2 separate regions of the Mus musculus genome follow, and region 2 is linked to region 1. Evidence: chromatin contacts called from public ChIA-PET data. All regions are on one chromosome and are shown on one strand. Each heading gives the region's core, a stretch centred on a gene start, on an enhancer-like site or on the middle of the called end of the contact. The rest is flanking DNA. Distances are from core to core; before and after follow the strand shown. Region 1 has its middle 140 kb from the start of Gm38805. Region 2 holds the start of Cycs (cytochrome c, somatic).

Evidence for each region. ChIA-PET counts read pairs in DNA pulled down with a chosen protein or histone mark.
Region 2: a contact with region 1 is called in an RNA polymerase II ChIA-PET map of memory CD8 T cells, with 5 times the contacts expected there. The contact joins the promoter of Cycs here to the enhancer-like site in region 1. A contact is called at or near these places in 1 of 39 promoter capture datasets (liver) and 4 of 115 datasets of contacts at active chromatin or transcription factors (bone marrow-derived macrophages, embryonic stem cells, memory CD8 T cells and 1 more).

What each region holds. Positions count from the first base shown.
Region 1 is chr6:49,971,169-49,977,059 of GRCm38.p6, reverse strand. No RefSeq gene overlaps it. Among named protein-coding and RNA genes, the nearest start is that of Gm38805, 140 kb to the left of the region's middle. Within about 2 kb of position 3,364, at least 32 of the 459 cell types and tissues checked have an H3K27ac peak or open chromatin away from gene starts, as enhancers often do. A contact at or near this core is called in memory CD8 T cells, where this site is marked.
Region 2 is chr6:50,564,636-50,570,994 of GRCm38.p6, reverse strand. Cycs (cytochrome c, somatic) reads left to right here and starts at 4,426. Exons shown (of 3, transcript NM_007808.5): 1 at 4,426-4,579; 2 at 5,327-5,503; 3 at 5,610-6,359. The coding sequence starts at 5,335. The coding sequence ends at 5,758. It overlaps 5430402O13Rik (RIKEN cDNA 5430402O13 gene), which reads right to left and starts at 4,352. Exons shown (of 3, transcript NR_027892.1): 1 at 3,973-4,352.

The sequences.
Region 1 (5,891 bases), core at 2,115-4,614:
GCTGGCATGTTGGTTTCAATCGCTTCCCTGCCCACAAGTGGAGCACTAGGAGAGGAAGCCAATCACAGGCCGTCCAGTCCATCACCTGTTTCTGGGCTGTAGTTCTGACAGAGTGAGATCTGAAATCCTGGCATGTTGGTACAGAGGGAGGGTCAATTTTAAAGGAGTGTCTACTTGATTTTCCAGAGGAAAAAGCAGGAAGATTAAGATTATATTGGGACTACTTGTAACTGAGGCTATCTTGTATGGTTGTTCTGGGTCAGGTGAAAGCAGGGTGTGTGTGTGTGTGTGTGTGTGTGTGTGTGTGTGTGTGTTTTATGTGAAGGAGGAGAGAGGAGACAGCTCTAGGACATGTCAGCCTGAGTGACCCTTAGTGTCTGGTCCACTAATTTGAAGATGCTAGGTATTCAATAAATATTTGAGTTAGTTTCTGTTCGTTTGTCCCCATCCCCACCCCAGCTTCTAAGGAACCTAAGGGACTTCTCACAATGAATCTTCAAGAAGCACTGAGGCAACTTATAGCTGTTATGCTGGGAGAGTGTCTCCCAAGGCAGAAATTGGGGCTATCAAGTTTAGAGGTTGGATTAGTCAGTATTTATTCTGGAGTGCTATACTCACAGTCATTAGAATGTCAGAGGCTCTGGAGTTGAAGAGCTGGGTCGGTGATGGAGGGTGCTTGCTGCTCTTGCAGAAGCCCCAGGTTCGGTTGTTAGCACCCATGTGGTGGTGCATAGCAGCCTGGAAATTTACTTCTAAGAGCTCTGACATCCTCTCTGGTTTCCAGGAGCACCAGACATAACATGTGCAAACATTCATGTACATAAAAAGAAAACAAATAAATCTTAAACAAAAGCAAACCAAAAAAACTTCAGAGACTCAACACAATAGGAGACGCAGGTGGCACCCAGGTGTGCCTAGCCAGGCAGTTCTTTGGGTGGCCGTGATGCAGGAAGTGACCCAAGGAGGTCAGTATATTTCCATTGAGAACTCTTGTTATACTCTGGGTTATAATTTTCTTACACTCCATTCTTTCCAAACAGCTAAACATAGAAAAGAGTGTTTTGAATATTTAATTCTAGAAGGTGTGCATCACTTTCTGGGTCAAAGTTGCCCCATTAAGAACCATTCACATCTCTCCAGAAGACGTGAGAGGACTAGGAAATGTGGAATATCTCATTGAGAGAGATAAAAAGGTTCAGAGAGTATCTAACCAAGGTTTGTCATGACAGAAACCTGAGAAAAGTATAAGGAGAGTGCACAGACAGTTAATGACTGGAGAAGCCTGGGCCACAGTGCTATGTGTTAGTGGTCATAAACAAAAACCCAGAGAGAAGGATCAAGGCCAGTGCAGCCAGGCGAACACGTAGCAGATGTGCTAAGGGTAGTTAGGTGTTAGAAAACAAAGGCCAGGGCCAGATAACGCCTGAGTCTTCAGGAAACATTCATTGTATTGTATGTATTGTTAGGAAAAGGAAGTTACTGAGGAGGTTGGATTTTGGGGATGTATCCTTGAGAGGTCCAGAAACATAGACCACTTTCATTTAGTAGCTCTAATCCCAGAATTTCAGACACATGGGATTTATTAGGTATGAGCCATGTAAGCTTAAAGCTACGTGGATACATAAACATGCTAGTATCTTTCATTGATGGAATACCAAATATTTGTCAGGTACTACACACACACACACACACACACACACACACACACACACACAAGCCTATCCCTCTTATCCTGCTAATCTTTCTTCAGTCTACTAGTTTTCCTTACTTGCCATGAAAAAACAATTTAGAGAGACTGTCTTGCCACACACTCTGCGTGATGGAGCTAGCATCTGAGCATATTCAATCCAACCCTTTATCCCAAGGCACAGTGCAGTCCCATCTAGGCCCCCACATACCCTGAAAAAACACATGCATATGTAAAAGGAATATTTAATAACCCAGTGCATCAAATAGCTGTTGTTGCATAACAAACCTCCCAAAAATATAGTGCTTTAAAAACAATTCGTCATTATTTTCCACAAAGCTGTGGGTTGGCTGGGCAGTTCTGTTGATGTGGGCTAAAGTTGGCTGGCTTGGGATACTGTCTTTCCTGTAACTATGGGCAGCCAGCAAATTGACCGGGGGACTGTCTGGTCCAGCACGGCCCCAGTTGGGTGATCTGACTTAGCTCCCCTTAGTTTCTTCTCCACCAGTTTTTAGTCTTGTGTTATTATTCACATGGTGGTGGCAAACTTTAAGGAGAGACTAGAAGCACACCAGGGCTCTTGAGGAGCAGACTTCAAACTGACATACCACCATGCTTGCCTTGTTGGCCCAAGAGGCTAAGACTAGTCCTTATTCAAAAGTAGTTAAGAATAATCAACCCCCCTACAATAAAGTACCGAAAAGTCTCCTTCCCAAAGGCTGAATGGAAAGAAGAGGAGAGAATGGGGTCTTTTTTTTTTAAGTCAGCTTACTGAATCTAGTATCTATAGACATTTTTCTCCTAAAAATAAAAATAAGAAGAGCAGATGGAGAATAGAGTGCTATCCTAAGGTGTGGCTGCAATGGTTAATCTGTTGTCCACTTGGCTGGGGTTACACACACCTCTCAGTGTGTCTGTGATGGCGCTTCCAGAGAGAATTAACTGAGGAGGGAAGACCAATTTAAAAGGATGTGGCCTTGTCCCAGCGGCTGGGATCCCAGAGCAAAGCAAAGAAGAAACCCAAGCACAGATGATAAGTGTCACAGACCCATGAGCCACCACATCAGCACCTGGTCCCCCTTCTGCACCATGGTGGATGCTATCCCCCGCCACACACACACATATATCACACACACACACACACCACACAACACACACATACACACACACACACACACACATCACACACACACCACACACACATCACATACATCTCACACATACGCTCACACATACACCACACACACACACTTACATGCCACACACAAACACACACCACACACATACACACATACACACAACACACACACACATACACACCACACACACATACACACATCACACACACACACATACACCACACACACACACACCACATACAAACATATACACAAACACACACACACATGCCACACACACACACCACACACACACACACACACATACACACATAACACACACACATATACACCACACACACATCACACACACACACACACACACACACACACACACACACACACACACACATATACACCACACATACACATATCACACACACACACACACACACACACACACACACACACACACATCCTTTCTGTGCTTGTGTTGCTTTTGGTCACGTGTTTGATCCCAGTGACAAGAAGAGTAACCAACACAATGGTTTTTCTGACTTGTGCAATAGCACCAGAATCTTGTTCCTTCCCATTGGCCTAGGAAGTGTAGAAATGGACAAGGCTTTAAACGGATAAACAGCTCTTTTCATTTAGGAAGGCAGGGCATGAAAATAACCACTTCTGGGCACATAAAATAGCTTTTCCGTAGAAGAATTTTAAAAAGCAAAACAAAACTGAAAATTTGACTTCCTGTGTGCCCTGCAGAGAAAAGAGGGGGTGGGGTGAAGGGAGAAGCTGTGAATGCGTGATGAGCAGCTGGCTTTTATTTTTAAACACATATTATTGCTATACGGATTTTTTTTTTTGAAGAGGGGGCCTTACTAAGGGCTTCTAACAAGCAGGAATATCATTTCAAGTGAGCGCTAACGAGACTGACTATATTTTCAGAATAAAGTAAGGCTTTGCATTGTAACCTTTTTTCCCCTTTAGTATATAAAACCGAGAAAAGAAACACAAGGAATGCTGAGAGGCACAAGTGCTACTTAGTCCTCTAGGTGGTCAAGGACTATTTAGAACCCGAGTTGGGCTTTATCCACTGTGGACACATATCATCAGCCTACACTAGGACCTACATGGGATGCTTTTGTGAGCCTTCATCTCCGGAGCCTGTTACTACTGAAGACTGTTCCGAGGGAGAAATGCAAGGCCACTGTGGCAAATGGGGTGCTGCTGGACTTCGAGGCACACAAGTCTGATCAAGGTAAAAGTACAATCAATAGTCACAAAATCCCAGAGAGTAGGGACCAGAGACTCCTGGTTCTTCATGACCACTTAGTAATAAAGTTGGCAATGGTAAGGCAGCTGACCCATAATTAAAGTGTTTTGTAGCGGATTTGCTGTTGGTTATTCTTTTATTCTGTGGAGATGGGAAGTGCAGTAGAGTGAATGTAAGGTTCAGTGCACACTGAGCAAGTGCTCTACCTCTGAGCTAACTCCCTGCTCATCCTGGGTTTCCAGTGACTGGTAGCGCTAATTCCTATGGCTTTCACTAAGGCTGAATGGAAAAAGTGTCCATGAAGATGAGAGGAGGAGACACAAAGCAGGGAAGGAGAGTCTAAATGAGCAGTCGTGATAGCAAGGGGCTAAATCTAAACAGAACTGAATACAACTGAGGGGAGGGGGAGGGTCCTGTGCAAACCAAGCTAAGGGTGGGGGAAGGGCCCTGTGCAAACCATGCTAAGGGTGGGGGGAGGGCCCTGTGCAAACCAAGCCAAGGGTTGGGGGAGGGCCCTGTGCAAACCAAGCCAAGCAAGCCTTTGGGTCAGCACAGACTGATGGTGCTGATTCATGACCTTGGCTTTGTTAGACCTCGGTTGATAGACCTGTGCTCTATCAACAAAACCCTAGCCATTCCTAACCACAGCTTCTCATCTCCCAAATCAACGCAACGGGGTCAAGAGATTTTTTTTTTTTCTAATTACAACTTTCACTCTTTCTTCTGGAAAAAAGTTAAAATAGCATTGTAAAATTATGTGCCAATTTCAAGAGGCCTGTGAATAGATGATTGTCAACACTGAATGTCACCTTGGGTCTCTCTGTTGCTGAGCACACACATGAGGAAAGCAAAACACATTTTTATGGGTAAGAAAGATTTGGACATGGACAAATGGGACCTCATAAAATTGCAAAGCTTCTGCAAGGCAAAAGACACCGTCAATAAGACAAAAAGGCCACCAACAGATTGGGAAAGGATCTTTACCTATCCCAAATCAGGGGACTAATATCCAATATATATAAAGAACTCAAGAAGGTAGACTCCAGAAAATCAAATAACCTCATTAAAAATGGGGCTCAGAGCTAAACAAAGAATTCTCACCTGAGGAATACCAAATGGCTAAGAAGTACCTGAAAAAAGGTTCAACATCCTTAATCATCAGGGAAATGCAAATCAAAACAACCCTGAGATTCCACCTCACACCAGTCAAAATGGCTAAGTTCAAAAATTCAGGTGACAGTAGATGCTGGCGAGGATGTGGAGAAAGAAACACTCCTCCACTGTTGGTGGGATTGCAAGCTTGTACAACCACTCTGGAAATCAGTCTGGCGGTTCCTCATAAAATTGGACATAGTACTACCGGAGGATCCCGCAATACCTCTCCTGGACATATATCCAGAAGATGTTCCAACCGGTAAGAAGGACACGTGCTCCACTATGTTCATAGCAGCCTTATTTATAATTGTCGCGCCCGCTCTCGACCAGCAAGAACGACGCGACCACCAGTCCTTCTAACAGCAGTTTATTCAGTCCTGATTCTTCTTGTTTATATCTCCCCCGAACCCTGGGCCTCTCACTCCTTTTATACTCTCTCTCATCCACGCACCGCAGGCCACGCCCCCTCGCCAGTCACGAGGCTTCAGCTAATCAGGGCAGCAGGGGCAAATCTCCACCAAATTGGATTCACCTGTATCCTGGTACACCTGCGCAGCACTCAAGATGTTTGTGTCTTATATGAGGAAGTCAGGTGCAAGTCATATGACTTAGCTGCAGTCCCTGGCGCCTTTGGGACTGCCGCCACACCCGCTCC
Region 2 (6,359 bases), core at 3,177-5,676, 590 kb before region 1:
TTGTTTGTTTCTCATTACAGATGGTTGTGAGCCACCATGTGGTTGCTGGGATTTGAACTCATGACCCCCGGGAGAGCAGTCAGTGCTCTTAACCGCTGAGCCATCTCACCAGCCCGAAAGGCTTTGTCCTTTAGTGAGAAGATACTTATACTTCATGTAGTTCATTAAAAAGTTCATTGGTGACAGTTTTTAATAGAAGATCTGACATTGAAGAAGACTATCCATCCAATTTCACTTACTCTTAAAAAAAAAACACACACAGGAAAACTTTTATTTTGGTTGTTATATTATGCCTTATGCTACAAGCACACAACAGGCACAAAGGCATCTGAAAGATGGAAAATCCAGACAAGTGAGTAGCATGGCAAAATCCACAGCCGGAGAGCCCACGACCAGGGACTCTAGTACCGTATAATTCCGCATAAGGACTAAGGGCTTACTGGTGCAAGTTCCAAAGGCCAAAGAATCTAGAATTGCTTGTCCTACAGCTAAGAAGGGAGCTCTGGCTCCTGAGGAGACAGCAGGAATGCCCTTCTCTGCTTCTTTGTTTCCTCTAGGCCCTCAACCAATTGCATCTGCCTACCCATTTTGGATGAAAGAGGATGTCTTTAATCCACTAATTTTGAAATGCCAGTTTCTTGGAGATAATTTATTGACATACCTAGAAATAGTACTGGCTACCTGGATATTATAGAATCCAGTCAAGCTGACAAATATCCATCTCAGCACATGTAAAATTTCAGATTTGCAAGATGAAGGAGTTCTATGTACAGATATTGGTCAGTTGCATAATATACCTGTACTTAATACCACCAAACAAAACATAGCAAACTTTATGTGGTGTGTTTTATCACAATAAAAAGGAGGAAATTAAACTATAAATCTAATTAAGAAAGCTATCTTAGTCCGGGTTTCTATTTCTGCACAAACATCATGACCAAGAAGCAAGTTGGGGAGAAAGAGTTTAATCAGCTTACACTTCCACATTGCTGTTCATCACCAAAGAATTCAGGACTGGAACTCAAGCAGGTCAGGAAGGTTGAGCTGATGCAGAGGCCATGGAGGGATGTTACTTACTGGCTTGTTTCCCTGGCTTGCTCAGCTTGCTTTCTTGTAGAACCCAGGACTACCAGCCCAGGGATGGCACCACCCACAGTGGGCCCTCCCACCCTTGATCACTAATTGAGAAAATGCCTTACAGCTGGATCTCCTGGAGGCATTTCCTCAAGGGAGGCTCCTTTTTCTGTAATAACTCCAGTGTGTGTCAAGTTGACACACAAACCCAGCCAGTATAAAAGTCATGTATCGATCTGACATTTCTCTATTCTACTCCCTGGCCTGCCTTCAGAATACAGTGGCTGGCATTTTGTTATTAGTTTGTCTGTCTGTCTGTCTGTCTGTCTGTCTCTCTCTCTCTCTCACACACACACACACACGATAGCCTCATGGAAGAGAGTGTCAAATGGTGGGAAGCACAAGATGTCTCAAAGCAAAGAAGGAAGCAAGAGGGACCAGGCTTGCTCCTTCATAATAGCTGACTCTCTTAGGGACTAATCCACTCATGAGAGAACTAATGTTCCCTTACAACCAGAGCCCAAGATAACTCTTCATGAAGAATGACGGTGCAAGAGACCTGATGGAGAAGTCATGTTTCATTAGGCCCTTCCTCTTAAAGGTCCCACCACCTTCCAATACTGTTAACTGTGGAGCAAGCTTCCAGAATATGAATCTTTGAAGAATAAACTAAACTAAAATTGTGTCCAAATTGTAAGCAGAGAGACACTTCTTGTTGTTTCTTCTTCCTCTTCCTCTTCTCCCTCTTCTTTTCTTCCCGTCTCCCTTCTCCTTCCCCTTCCTCTTCTTCCTCCTACTCCCTTTCTTCCTCCTCCTCCTCCTTCTTTGATTTTTTTTTTTTAAGACAGGGTTTCTCTGTGTAACAGCCTTGGCTGCCCTGGAACTTTCTTTCTACTCCTGGCTGTCCTAGAACTCACAGAGATCTGCCTGCTTCTGCCTCCTTAATTTTGGGATTGAAGACATGCGCCAATGTCTGGAAAAATCCTATCTTCTTAACGTTTCCGTTTCCCTGGGATGGTTTTAGACCTTCTGAGAGATTCATTCACCTTGCAAAAATGAGAGTAGGAACCTAGGCCCTTTAGTTTTTCTTAAAATATATAATATATGCTATTTAAAGCTTCTACTAAAATTTCCTCCTCCTCAATCAAAACATGGAACGGGGGGCGGGGCCACAAGGAGTCTGTTGTTTGGAGGTGGACAATGTGTTCTGTCCACGCTGAGTCTAGGGCTGGCTATGGACTGAAAGGAAACCATCTCTGGCTGTACTAGAAGCTCAGCAAATGAAAAGCCTAGCTCAGAGAAGGTGGCTTGGGGCAGCTCTGGCAGGAATGCCTAGGTAATGCTGCTGCACTTCAATCTAAAGCATCCGATCCACTTATTCCCTGTACGTGAAGAACATCCTAATAGTGATTTGTTCATAGTTTTTTTAAAAAAATACGCAATCCACTATATTGAAAAGAGAGGCATTTGCTTTAAAACAATTACAACTCTTACCAGCCACTCTCCTTCCCAAAGGATAAGAATAGATAGAGCAATGGCTTTGAGATAGGGTTGGGATGCCGAGTCTTTTAAATTCAGACTCCATTTTAGAGAACCTGACCTAAGTTTGAACTCAGGTAAACTAACAGGCTGGTACCTAGCATTAGTTTCCAAGTTGCCCCCCAAAAGAAACCCAAGCCAAAACCAAACACTCCCCTCCCCCACATACACACATAAAACACAAACAAGAGCAACTCACAGCCAACTCGTTTATAAACGAAAAATGGTATCTTCTGTTCCACAAAGAAACGATATTGAGAGAACAATGACTTCAGTAAGAACTACTTTTTCTTTGGAGAAATAAGGAAGGCAGTATCAGGACTTGATTTAAGGACATATTGAATGTCTACAGATTTGCTACATCAGGTCTTTAAAAACTTTAAGAGTTTGATAAATAAGCCTATATACAAATAACTTAAAATAAACCTACATAAGGACTAAGTCTAAATGCTGAACGAGTACCCCCAAAAGCTAGGACAGTTTAATAACAATGAAAATACATCAGACCTCCTTATCTATGGTTCCCATATCCATGTCTTCAGAAATCAGCAGATCACATCACATACTATGTAGTTAGGCTTACAATATTCTCACCAATACAGAATGACTAGCGTTTTTGTCATTTTCCCTAAGTGACACCATACAGCACTGCATTTGGCAGTATAAGTTATAATCTAGAAATTATTTAAATATTGGGGAGATTGTGTAGATTATATACAAATATTACATCATTTCATGTGAAGGACTTAAACACCCATGGAATTCTGTATGGGTTCTGGGGATTGTTCTGGAATCAACTATCCCTGGGAATACCTAACAACTATACTCACACAAACTGACATCTTTGAGCAGATAGGACCAGTGGCTGGAAAGAGATCTATTGAGACTTTAGACCAGCCTTCTAACATCTCATGTTAATCTGATGGCGGAAGGAAAAGTGGTAGAATATAAACAAGCTCAACCAGAATATGTGAGTTCATACTGAGAAGGGCCCGGCACACACCAGGCATCTATAAACACACGATAAACTATGTCAAGGCTAGACAGAACATAGGGAATGGACCGACATTCATCTGAATTTGGGAGAGGGGAGTAATGAAGAAAACGTCCAGTGGCAGAATTTAAAGTGTCTGTGAGTTCGTTTTGAAGTACACCAGGAAAGTATGCTAAGGAGACTTCCATTTCCAATATGGTCAGAAGGGATGCCAAGTCTAGCGGATTCCCGGGAATCCTCTACTCAGGCGAATCCTGCTTCTCCCTTAAAGCTTGCCTGCACACCCTCCTCGTTTTCTACAAACACTAGGGGAAGAAAACAGGGACTCTGGGTAAGATGTGATCCTGTCTGCCACTTGTGCGTACCTTCCCCAGCTTTGAGGCTCTCACTGGGAGAGCAGGAAGATGGTTTAACAGAGTAAAGGTCACCAGCAGGCGTCCACTGCGAGGCCAGTGCAGTTGCGCCAGCCAGGAAGCCTTGACCAAGCCTGGGTAAAGGTCGCCAGCACACCGGCCGGCAGTCTCAGCACTCCCCGTGGGCGGAGGCCGAAGGAGTCCTAGGGCCGGGCGTTACCTGAGCCGAGCCACACCCGGATCCCAAGGGAGCATCGGCCCCGCTACTTGCCCTCGCCATCTCGCAGGCCAGAGGGTGACGTCACGCACGTCCACGCCTTACGTCCTAAGGCCTGTCGTAAGTGTCGGGCAAACGAGGCCTCTGAAGGAAGGGCGCCCTCTGGGCACATCCTACCATGCTAGCTCGCATGCGCGCGCACAAACCTGTCCTGGAGCCAATGAGGTGCGGTTACGTCACGGCGCAGCAGACGGCGCTACCGCACGTCGGGCCGCGGACGGGCGGAACAAGTGTGGTTGCACCGACACCGGTACATAGGCGCGGGCCGGCGTGTCCTTGGGCTAGAGCGCGGGACGTCTGTCTTCGAGTCCGAACGTTCGTGGTGTTGACCAGCCCGGAACGGTGAGCGCGCGACGGGGATGCGGACCGGGAACGGGGCGAGGAGGCCGGGGCAGGCCTAACCTACAAAGCCATGCAGAACTGTGGCACGGCTGGAGGCGGCGTGGGTGTAGGACCGGGGCCCGGAGTTCTAGAAGGAACTCGCCCGCCGCCCCTTCTGAGAGCAGAAGCTGCTGTTCCTTCAGGACTGGGCCAGTTCTTTTCCTGATTAAGCATCTGGGAGGGTGGGTTTGTAAAGTCGTAGTCACCCCTGGGATCTCAACGTGAGAGTGAGACGGTTCCTTCCCCAGTCCTCCCTCGCCTTCCCGTGCCGGACTAAAGCAAGAGAGAAGAGACTTAACCTCCTAATGAGACCGGAGCAGGCGGAAGCACTTAGGATCACCCCCAGCCTCCCTTATCTTTGGAAGTGACTTTAATCGGCAGCACTGACAGCAGTTTAGCATTCTGAAATGTTAAGAGTTGTAGTGGTTTTGCTTTAATGAGTCCGGTTTCATATTTGTGACTTTTTGACCTTGCCTTCTTCGGAAACTGGGGTTTGAGCTGTGGGTTTCCATTTCCCTTGGCATGGACCTGTCTTGAGCACAGACTTGCTTTAAAGGAGAGTCTCCTAGGTGATGTATTTGCTATTGAAGAATATTGCAAGTGGACTGAGTTAGCACCCTGCCTGGTGTTAAGAGGACATAAGAATAGCGGTTTGAATGGTCATTGGGATCCGTAGTACGTTTTACTGTTGGATCTTTTCCCTTTTAGAATTAAAAATGGGTGATGTTGAAAAAGGCAAGAAGATTTTTGTTCAGAAGTGTGCCCAGTGCCACACTGTGGAAAAGGGAGGCAAGCATAAGACTGGACCAAATCTCCACGGTCTGTTCGGGCGGAAGACAGGCCAGGCTGCTGGATTCTCTTACACAGATGCCAACAAGAACAAAGGTAACGGGGGGAGCTGCTGTCAGCCACAGCACAGGTTGCTTGGGTTAACCAGTGCAGAATTACCAGGTGTGTAAAACACTTAACCTCTGCATCTCTTTCTGTTTAGGCATCACCTGGGGAGAGGATACCCTGATGGAGTATTTGGAGAATCCCAAAAAGTACATCCCTGGAACAAAAATGATCTTCGCTGGAATTAAGAAGAAGGGAGAAAGGGCAGACCTAATAGCTTATCTTAAAAAGGCTACTAATGAGTAATTCCACTGCCTTATTTATTACAAAACAAATGTCTCATGGCTTTTAATGTACACCATAATTTAATTCACACACCAAATTCAGATCATGAATGGCTAGCAATGTTTTTGTTGGACAGTCCTGATTTAAGTAAAACTGACTTGTCATAAAGTGGGTACGGTCTTTATTAAAGCAACAGTTCCAGTTGTATACATGCTACCACGGCTCTCCCTTTCTCAAGATAAGATTGGACTTAATTAGCAATGTTTTACTTTCCATAAATAGGGGCATGTCACCTCAAACCTACTAAATGGTTTTATACTTAGATTTATATAACTGGGCATATGAATATGCTTAAACACTGGGAAAATTCTATCACTGTCTCAGAAACAAGAAGACTCAAATGTGTTTCAGTTTGTGTTCACTGGCCTCTTTCAGGTCATGGCTAACCACCAGGAGGCAACTGTCTATTCTTGACAGTGCAGTTTTAATTAGAATTCCCTACATCAAGGATGTTGCCTTTTACTATTGAAAGGCATTTACTGTGGTTTATGTATGATATCAAATAAAGAGTATTTAACACTTCTTTATAGTTGATCTGCAAATTAAAATGCTTTTAGAAACA